Regions from separate parts of the Sus scrofa genome. Here region 1 is linked to region 2. A link is a contact called in public HiChIP or PLAC-seq data. All regions are on one chromosome and are shown on one strand. Each heading gives the region's core, a stretch centred on a gene start, on an enhancer-like site or on the middle of the called end of the contact. The rest is flanking DNA. Distances are from core to core; before and after follow the strand shown.

Evidence for each region. HiChIP or PLAC-seq counts read pairs in DNA pulled down with a chosen protein or histone mark.
Region 1: an H3K27ac HiChIP or PLAC-seq map of alveolar macrophages shows a contact between it and region 2. The contact joins the promoter of IGSF6 here to the promoter of POLR3E in region 2. A contact is called at or near these places in 1 of 5 promoter capture datasets (liver), 4 of 47 Hi-C or Micro-C datasets (alveolar macrophages, embryonic fibroblasts, epiblast stem cells and 1 more) and 1 of 2 datasets of contacts at active chromatin or transcription factors (alveolar macrophages).

The regions. Positions count from the first base shown.
Region 1 is chr3:23,670,038-23,674,624 of Sscrofa11.1, forward strand. It overlaps IGSF6 (immunoglobulin superfamily member 6), which reads left to right and starts at 3,125. Exons shown (of 6, transcript NM_001243387.1): 1 at 3,125-3,237. The coding sequence starts at 3,171. It overlaps METTL9 (methyltransferase like 9), which reads right to left. Exons shown (of 5, transcript NM_001243367.1): 5 at 26-730. The coding sequence ends at 525.
Region 2 is chr3:23,877,436-23,882,395 of Sscrofa11.1, forward strand. It overlaps POLR3E (DNA-directed RNA polymerase III subunit RPC5), which reads right to left and starts at 3,196. Exons shown (of 21, transcript XM_021086481.1): 1 at 3,046-3,196. TRNAL-AAG (a tRNA gene) reads right to left here and starts at 3,427; the gene lies at 3,346-3,427.

The DNA of each region.
Region 1 (4,587 bases), core at 1,875-4,374, 210 kb before region 2:
TAGTAACGCAAACATGATGCCGAAGTCATCTCCAAAAAAGTTTATTAGCATGATTAAAAACATTTTCTTGGATAATGATAGAAGTTCTAAACAGGAGAGAGCATCAGTGGCTATAACTTAGAACCAATACTTGCAACTGGCTGGACAGCTTTACTGCCAGTCTTCACTGTGTTAAAAACGATCCATAGTTATTGGTTCCATGTGAAGTCATGACTATTGCTTTGACTGCGAAGGAGTCCCTACTGCACTTAAGTATAAAAAATATCTTCCGTCATTGGAGAGTGACCTGCATTACTGAGTCAAGAGGTGATAAAAATCCTCAAAGAGTTGGGCTGCTGTGTTTTAAAAACATTCCTTTTACGCACTACAAAGAGATAATTAGTATTTTGGCTTTTGAAATTCCTACGTGATACTCGGGAACGGCAGCCCCCAAAGGTCCTCCCTTCGTGTCATTGAGGACGCAGACCCTCTCCTGGAGCGTACGTTCTTGGGGGGGGACCCCGAAGACTGCGATCGCCACACGCTTATACTGGTTTGAGGACAAAGACAGCGTCGTCCAAAACGTAGTAGTCATTGTACATGTCGCCTTCACACAGGTATGGCAGTCTGGTGAACGCTTCGATGACAAACCCAGCTTTTCTGAAAACCTCAGGCAGACTGTTCACTTGCTCTTCCCAGTTCTGTCCCTTGATTTCCAAAATTTCGGATGGTTTATCCCACTTGCCACCTACTAAAACAAAGGAAAACATTAAGTTAAATTCTTGAACAAACAAGTTACTCACAGAGCGGAAGAGCAATATCGGCCCAAGGATTTGGTGTGTGCCAAGAACTGGGTGCTTTGACGGATTATCTCCCAGGTACCCCAGCAGGAGGAGGACAGAGAGAGGAAGTCCACGCTTAGGAGGAATGAAGAACCCACACCTGAAAGGTTAATAAAGGGGAAGCAGAGATACAAACCCTACAGTTCCCGTCGTGGCGCAGCGGAAATGAATCCGACTAGGAACCATGAGGTTGTGGGTTCAATCCCTGGCTTCGCTCAGTAGGTTAAGGATCCAGCGTTGCCGTGAGCTATGGTGTAGGTCATAGACTTGGCTCGGATCTGATGTTGCTGTCGTGTAGGCGGCAGCTGTAGCTCCGAGTGGAGCCCTAGCCTGGGAATCTCCATATGCCGCGAGTGCGGCCCTAAAAAAAGAGAGAAAAAAAGAAATGCGAACCCTGGTTTAACTGGATCCAAAGCCCACAATTTCTCTGACAGTTTCAGGAATCACCCTCCTTTAGACTGACTGGGGAGCAAGGGTTAATGTGGTTGGAAAACTGCTCATTAAAGACTGCAAACCTGAAGCAGAGAGTAACAAAATTTCAAAGCGGGTTTTGGATAAACCCACGAAAATGCCACTCATGTTAAATTATGCAACAAATTAACTAGAGAGGTTTATCAGGCTGAAAATAAAAGCAGGCTAGCAAAGGATTTTAATTTATAAAAACATCATTCAGTGTGTTGTTCAAAGGCGCTCAATCCCACTTTCTAACTTTTCCGAACAATTTCACAAATGTGAAGCTCCAGAACTAGAGAGGGGTTAACACACTATAGTGGATGAATCAACCTAGTATTTCTTGGAAATACTAGGACACACACTGTGTTATATATAAATCTGGAGGTGCTTACAGATGCTCTGATGATGTAAACAATACACAATAATATTAAAAGTGTTACTAGGAGTTCCCATTGTGGCGCAGTGGTTAACGAATCCGACTAGGAACCATGAGGTTGCGGATTCGATCCCTGGCCTTGCTCAGTGGGTTAACGATCCGGTGTTGCCGTGAGCTGTGGTGTAGGTTGCAGACGCGGCTCGGATCCCGTGTTGCTGTGGCTCTGGCGTAGGCCGGTGGCTACAGCTCCAATTCGACCCCTAGCCTGGGAACCTCCATATGCCACAGGAAGCGGCCCTAGAAAAGGCTAAAGACAAAAAAAAATGTTACTAAATTCAGACTGAGGAGGATAGCTTTCAGTAAATGAGACAAATATATAATCAACAGGTGCCAAGAGTACAAACACTACAGTGGAAAGATTTTGCGTGCTTTTCGGTGGCCCAGCACCCCTCTTCCTAGAGGGAGGCACCGCCTGGGGAAGCAGCTTTCCCCGCCTTTCTTGCAGCTAAGGCACTGGAACATGACCTAAGTTCACACACAATCGCCTGAGACCTGGAAGGAAAAGCTAACAACCCCAAGTGGGGACTCGAGGTTTGTTCTCCAGGGAGGCGGAGCAGTGGTGTTAGACCAGGAGGCTGGGGCAGCGCTGAGCAGTACTGACAGGCTTTGGTCCATGCTGCAGCATCAAGTGCTTGGGGGCAGCAGTGTGCTCTTCAGATCAGGTGGGTTTTTTTGCTTTTTAGGGCCGCAACCAAGGCATCATAGAAGTCCCCAGGCTAGGGGCCGAACTGGAGCTACAGCTGCCAGCCTATGCCACAGCCACAGCCACACGGGATCCAAACCACATCTGTGACCTACACCACAGCTCACGGCAACACTGGATCGTTAACCCACTGAGGGAGGTCAGGGATCGAACCCGCATCCTCAGGGATACTGGTCAGATTCATTACCCCTGAGCCACAGCGGGAACCCCCCAGATAGGTTTTACAGCATGTCTAAGAGCAATTTTCTTGCCTGTAGACCCATACACGTGTCTCCAGTCTTCCCAATGACTCTCCAAGCTACCCCCAAATCCTTGCAATAAATTCCCTTTTTCAAGTCAGCCCACAACTGAACTAGCCTGGAAATGGACAGGACAAATTACCGGTGGAAGACTACTTCCTGGGAATAGGCACCACCTCTAAAACAAAAGCTCACTCGCCACATGGAACACTTTCGAGGATTTGCAAAACCCAAGAAAAAGGGACCCCATGAACATTCAGAAATGTGCTGGAGGCTTAAAAAAAAAAATCTCCATTTTAAATGGTGAAACTAGGTTACCAACAATTGTTACACAATTTCAAAAAGTTCCTGATTATGGTTCCTTAATAACAGTTCCTCTCTCCTCCTTCTTCCTTTCTAAAAAAAGCAGCAGCAGTGGCAGCCAAGGCTCTTTAAACACTCCCCCACCTCACACACTCACACTCACACACATTCACACACACACACACACACACACACACACACGCACACACACAGAGATGGCCACTGTGAACGGAGGCACCATCACTCTCGGTCTGGAAATCAGTCTGGTTCTATTGTGTGTCGGTAAGGTTCTCTTTCTTTCTCCTCCGTTTCATTTAAATCCATTGCTGTTGTTAGCCAGATTCATTTTTATTTCAAGCCCCTACGGATGAATTGTTAAATGTATGGCATTATGGAAATTGTCTAAGGTGATCAATTTCTTGTTTCCAGAGAAATGGGTCATAAAATAAGAGCTGAGAAAACGGTTCATGCTAACATTCAAAATCCCCTTTGCTGTGATGCTGCTTTTAGAGCAGGCAGATCTCTCTCCAGACAAAGGGCTGAAACATTCATACAGTCACGTTTGTCAGCAACAATTTAGTTCCCGTACCGGTAAAGTCACTCGACACGCTACCGAATTATTTTTAAAGATTGGTGTTTCAGAAAAGCTGAATTTCTATAAATTAGAGTACTTGCCATTTAAAAACAAAAAAAAATGGCTCCTTACTTGAAGAAAAATCTTCCCAAAATATACGGCTGCCTGTACCTGGCTTTTTCTCTCTGATAAAGAAAGTGTTTCCTATGTCACGGTGCTAATAATCTCATCTTAGGTCTAATAAATCTAATAAGCTCAAAGTTGCTCACAAAGTTTAGATCATAGGGTAGGGAAAGGAGAAAAATCCCTTCGAGTTATTTTTTTTCTCATCTGTACAGAAATATATTGAAATCTTCACAGTGGTGGAGAGGTGAAGGGACCACGGGTGATTTTTTTGCTTCTACTTTCAGTAATAGTCTTTTTTTCCTAGAAAGAAGATAATACATTTATAAACTATGTCAGTATGATTTTAAGGAAGAATCCTTAGCTCTTAAAGATGATATTCTGAACCATGTGCAGATAAAATATCTGGAATTTTCCCTAAAAGGACACGAGGTGAAGGAACAAGTAGGAAGAAGAGCTGAAACCCTGGGGTGCAGTCGGGGATGGCAGAGAAGGCACTGCGCTGGCCAACCACCGCCTTGTGTTCCAAATTTCCCTTAAAGGCTTCTTTTAGAAAGTGTCAAACATTTGTTTTCTAGATATTTTCTAGCTTGGTCTTCAAAAACAGTAACTTTTTTTATTCCCTCCACCAAGGAGATAAACAACCTTTTCAGAGGGTATTGTGTTTAGGGGAAGAAAAAAAAAAAATTCCTGCAGAACATGAGAGTTCTTAAAGAGAAATTGTCCGGAGCGGCTGTGGGGTGACATGTCCCCTGAGCTTCCCCTTTGCTCTGGGGCATTGCTTCACTGGAGTGGGGGAGGTGTCCCCACTCCCGTGCTCTCACAGGAAAACCACGGATGGCCTCTGGGTCTTCTCTGGGCTCTAAGGCACAGCAGTCAGAAAAGAGCAGAGACAGGAAAACTCCAAAGTTGCAAATATTGCGTTTACCCTGGAG
Region 2 (4,960 bases), core at 1,946-4,445:
TGGCACAGTGGGTTAAGGATCAAGGTGAAATTCCATATGCCACAGGTGGGGCCAAAAAAAGGAAAAAGAAAAGATCCATTTCATATAAATGACCTAGAGCACAATTACCTAACTAAAACAAAATTTCAAATAGCCATCAATTATCGCTTTTGTACCTAATGCCATGATTTTTTTTTCTTTTCTTTTTTTCAGGGCCACATCTGCAGCATATGGAAGTTCCTGGGCTAGGGGTCAAACCAGGGCCACAGCTGCCTGGCTTAGGCCATAGCCACAGCAATGCCAGAAATCGAGCCACATCTGTGACCTATCCCACAGCTGACGACAACACGGGATCCTTAACCCACTGAGCAAGGCCAGGAATCGAACCCACACCGTCATGGATCCTACGTCGGGTTCTTAATCCGCTGAGCCACAACAGGAACTCTGAAGCGATGGTTTTTACCCTCAGTCATTAAAATTAAAAATACCGGTTACAATCCCTCTAAGTTGATTTCACATGCCACTAATAAATCTGGAACTGCAATTTAAAAAGTACTGCTCCAACTAGTCTTTCCTGCCTCCAATCCTCCCAGAAACAGCCAGAGTCGTCTTGCAGAAAAAGCAATCACATCATTTCTCTACTCAAAGCCCTTCAACTATCACATAGAATAAAATCCAAATTCCTTTCCGTGGCCTCAAGGTCTCATGTGAGGCTAAGCCCAAGTCTGCCCCAGGACCTTTGCACCTCGTCTATTTTCCTCCTTTCAAGGCTGACCTCTTTTCATTAGATACCATCACCCAGCCCCTCCAGGAGCAGAGAGGTTCTCCGACTATCCACCTTAAACAGCACCTCCGCCCTGTAACTGTTTCCAGTCACGACCACATTCAGGTTCTTATCACCATCTGGAAAAACCTAGTCTATTTGCTTCTGAGTTGTCTATCTTCTGCATTAGAATGTAAGCTCCATGACAGCCTCTCAGGGCTTCAACCACAAAAGTTGAAGCTGAGTTGATAGAGGGATTACTATCTTTTTAAAAAAATTCATGCTGATCTCCCAATATGTAGAACAGGACCTGGCATAAAATTATCACTCAATACAGTACACAAAACGCATACGTCAGGCAGCTACAGACCCTGTACCCAGTGAGTCTAGCTCAGCCCCACTGAGAGACTAGTGGCCTCATGGCTTGGGTCTCCTGGACACATGAGGATAGGGGTGTAGCCTGTCCTCCCAGGCCACCACAAGCTAAGCTTCCCTAGCAGGAGTGAGTGAACCCCTGGGCCTCCACAGGGTGACTTGTGGCCACAAGGGGACACTGTGGCTGTGGCTCCATGGTGCTGGGCACAGAAAACAGACCCCATCAGGGGTTTTGCTCGACAAATGGAAAGGGGACAAGAATGCCAGGTGAGCTAAGGAGGTGTTCAGAGCAGAGGAGCAGCCTGAAGGCCCCAGCCAGCTGCATCCATCTATGCTGTCCACCAAACTGAAAAGCAGAGGGGACTGCAAATAATCTCCAGCTCCTAGAGGGAGTGAGATAGGGTGAGGACAAGATGCTTCGGAGTTAAGGGGAAAGGCCCCTGGGCAAATAGTCTCAAGGTCCGGGTTCTTATTGGCTGTGTGCCCCTCCACACGTTCCCCCCCTCTTTGGGTCATCCCTTTCCACTTCCATTCAAGGGAAGGATAGCCTAGGGGCTAGAAGAATTACCTCTTAAAACTAGAGTCAGACCCTCCCTTCTCCAAGAACTTAAAATACATATTCCCATTTCTCTGCTCAATAGCCCTTTAAATCAAGATTTACCATCTCCAATTAAGAAAGCAGAAAACAAAGTTCAGAGTGTTAACTTACCCCAGGGTCACAGTGCTGGAGAACGGCAGAGCTAGGACACAAACCTAGGTCTAGCTGATGGCAAAAGATCCTTATTCTGGTTCTTAACTACTATGCTGCAGGCATCTTTAACAAAAAGCAGGATAGTACGGTGGGTAAGAGCATGGACTCTGAGGCAGAACTCTGTAAGTTCAAATCCCAGGTCTGCTGCTCGCTACCCTTGTCCCACCTGGAGCTGTTTGATCTTAGGACTGCTCGTTATTTTCATCCCTAAAATGGGGATAACAAAAGTACCGACCTCAGAGGACTGTGGTGAGGGTTAAATAAGGTATAAATGTAAGCCAAGGACAGGTTTGTTACAACTTGGCACATTTTCTTCCAATATAAAAGGGTAGGAGATCTAGCCAGGAATCAAAATGCTGTAAGCTGGGGCTTCTCCCGCCTTACCCTACTTAGTCCTCACCACAACCCTATGAGGTGGGGAATTCTGTTATCCCCATTTCACAGATAAAGAAATTGTGAAGCTTGCTAAGAGCTCTTTCTGCCCCCAAGCCCCAACGATTCTAAAGCTAACACAACAGAGCGACCTTGTTTATTTATTTACTGGTTTACTTGACGTGCTTACTGACACCTCTTCCGACCAAATGGTCAGGGCTGTATCAGCCGCCCGTAGTTGGTTTTCAATTAGCCCTGAGTGGTGGCTGGAATAAATGAATGAAGAAATCCGGGCCTGGCCGCGCGGAGGCTGCTCTGGTTCAGCAGCCAGGAGAGGGCCTGGGTATCCTCCCCCTGCCCATCAGGGCGGGCCGCCGGCCCCGAGCCACACTGTCCAATGGGTTTCGCCTCCCTCGCGGGTGGTCAGGCCCCCTTCTCACGCCCACCACGCAGCCATCGCTACGAGCCGCCACGCCGGCAGGTCACCGGCTGCCTTCGGACAGGTGCTCCCATAAGGAGGCCCGCCTGAGCCGGGCGGGGCAAGGCGGCTGGCCCCTGAGTCACCGCCGGCAGCCTCGGCCGCGGCCTCACCAACCACCGGGCCCAGCCGAGGTCGAAGCCCGCGGCCGGCCCAGGTCGACTGAGGCAGGTTGCCCGTCCTTCCCCCACCGAGTCCCGAGCGGCCCCCGGCCTCTGGGCACCGCGCGGCGCGGGCCTCCCGGCCTACTCCGCAGCCCAGCCCAGGCCCACCTCCTGAGTGCGGCCCGGCTCCAGCCCGGGCAGGCGCAGCCCACTCGGCACTCACCTCTCCGCGGGGCCCGCAGGCGGGCGGCTGCAACGGCCCAGGTACCCGCGGGCTGCAGAGGCGGCGGCGGCCCGGCTCTTCTCTCAGGCAGCGGCCATGTTGCCGGTGGAGAAACTCGGGCGGACACGTGGGGGGAGCAGGGCCAGCCCTCGCGCTTCCTTTTACCCACAATGCCCCGCCCCGGCGCACGCGGACCCGCCCCCCTCCGCCGCTCCATTCATGAGGTGAGCCAGCCCTTCCCGGCAGCAGGGGGCGCTGATGCTGGCGCAAAACAGCTGCAAACCGTCAAAAGATTGACCTTGGCAGCGGTGGGATTCGAACCCACGCCCCCGAAGAGACTGGAGCCTTAATCCAGCGCCTTAGACCGCTCGGCCACGCTACCCGGTTATGCAAAGTGCCTTCCAGAAAACTACTTCATACGTTTATGTGCATTTGCGTGTACGTTTCTTCTTCCGCTTAAGTGCTTTACTTCATCTTAATAGAACTATTTAGAATATACCAGGTACAGAAAATAAAATATTTCCTCTAATATTTAGACCAGTCTTGTTCCGAACCGATCTTAGAATGAAAAGCAGTTTAAGAATCTGTATTCTTAGTGGGCATTAAACCCGGAGACCCTAAATTAACCCACACGGAAGACATCATGGACTTCAGCAGTAACCTGCGCCAGGGGCTCCAAAAGCCAAACCAGGGGGATTTTCGAGTGGGCCGTTTTCTCTAAAAGCTCAGGTGTTTTCATTTTTAGTTACACAAGTTTTATGTGGGTTATTGCAAAATATTAAAATTTTTCAGACGAAGTACCAATGTTCTTTTACCTTTGTCCCCCATTGAAGTCCCTCCACTTAGTACACTGTGTATCCTTCTGGATCTTTTGCTGTGAATTTATATGGATATATACGGATATATTCATATGGATAGATATATCCATGGAGAGTGTTTCGTTTTTATCATTGTGGATTTTTACATGAATATAAATATTATTATACTATGATTATCTGCAGCTGACTTTTTTCACCCCACTATGTTTCTTAAATATCTATCCAGGTTGATACATATATAGATATTTAAAAATACAGAAAAAGCGCAAAGAAAAAACAATTATCCATACACCCACCACCTAACGTTGTGGCATTTCACTTTCAATTTTTTTCCTATGTATACTTTTTTCCCTACCTATATGCTTTTGTTATTAAAAGTACGAATATGTTGTCCTTTAAAAAATCCATTAAAAATATTAGACCATTACAAATAAAAATGGACTATTACAAATAAAAATAAAAGCCTCTTCCCAAATGTCATGAATTTGATGCGTATCCTTCCAGTCCACTTCTCATACTTTTCTATCCACCTGTCCACCCCTGTGTACATATACCCAGGAACAATATATACTATGATTTTTTGCTTTTCATTTATGTAAACCTTACTATATTGTACTTATATCATTCTGCCACTTGCTTTTCTACTCTAGTTATGTTTTTTCTATTTATTTTTGACAGATGTAGATCTAATTTATTCCATGCTATGAATATGGAATTTACGTTGTTTATATTAAGTTGTTAAATTCAAGTTTCTGGTAAATATCCAGTTGGCACACACCCTAATATTTGGGCAGTTCATATTCCTCCTTCTCTTCAGTTCCTCTTCAACCCTTTTTTTCCTCCCTTCATGTTAAGTATTGATATGCAAAGATTTCATTGTCCTGGGAGAGTTTGTTAAAGGAATCTTTTAAAAAATACAGAAAAAGCCATCTATCTAGACCAGAGCAGGCACAAAGAGCAGAGCAGGGATCAAAGCTAAATGAGGAATAGTCCTTGAGATCAAGGAAAACATTGATCCAGGCAGAATGTTATAGTATCAGGAGAGACTGTATTTGTTTTTCACTTGTGCGCTGGGTTTTCCAAAAGGAGGACAATTG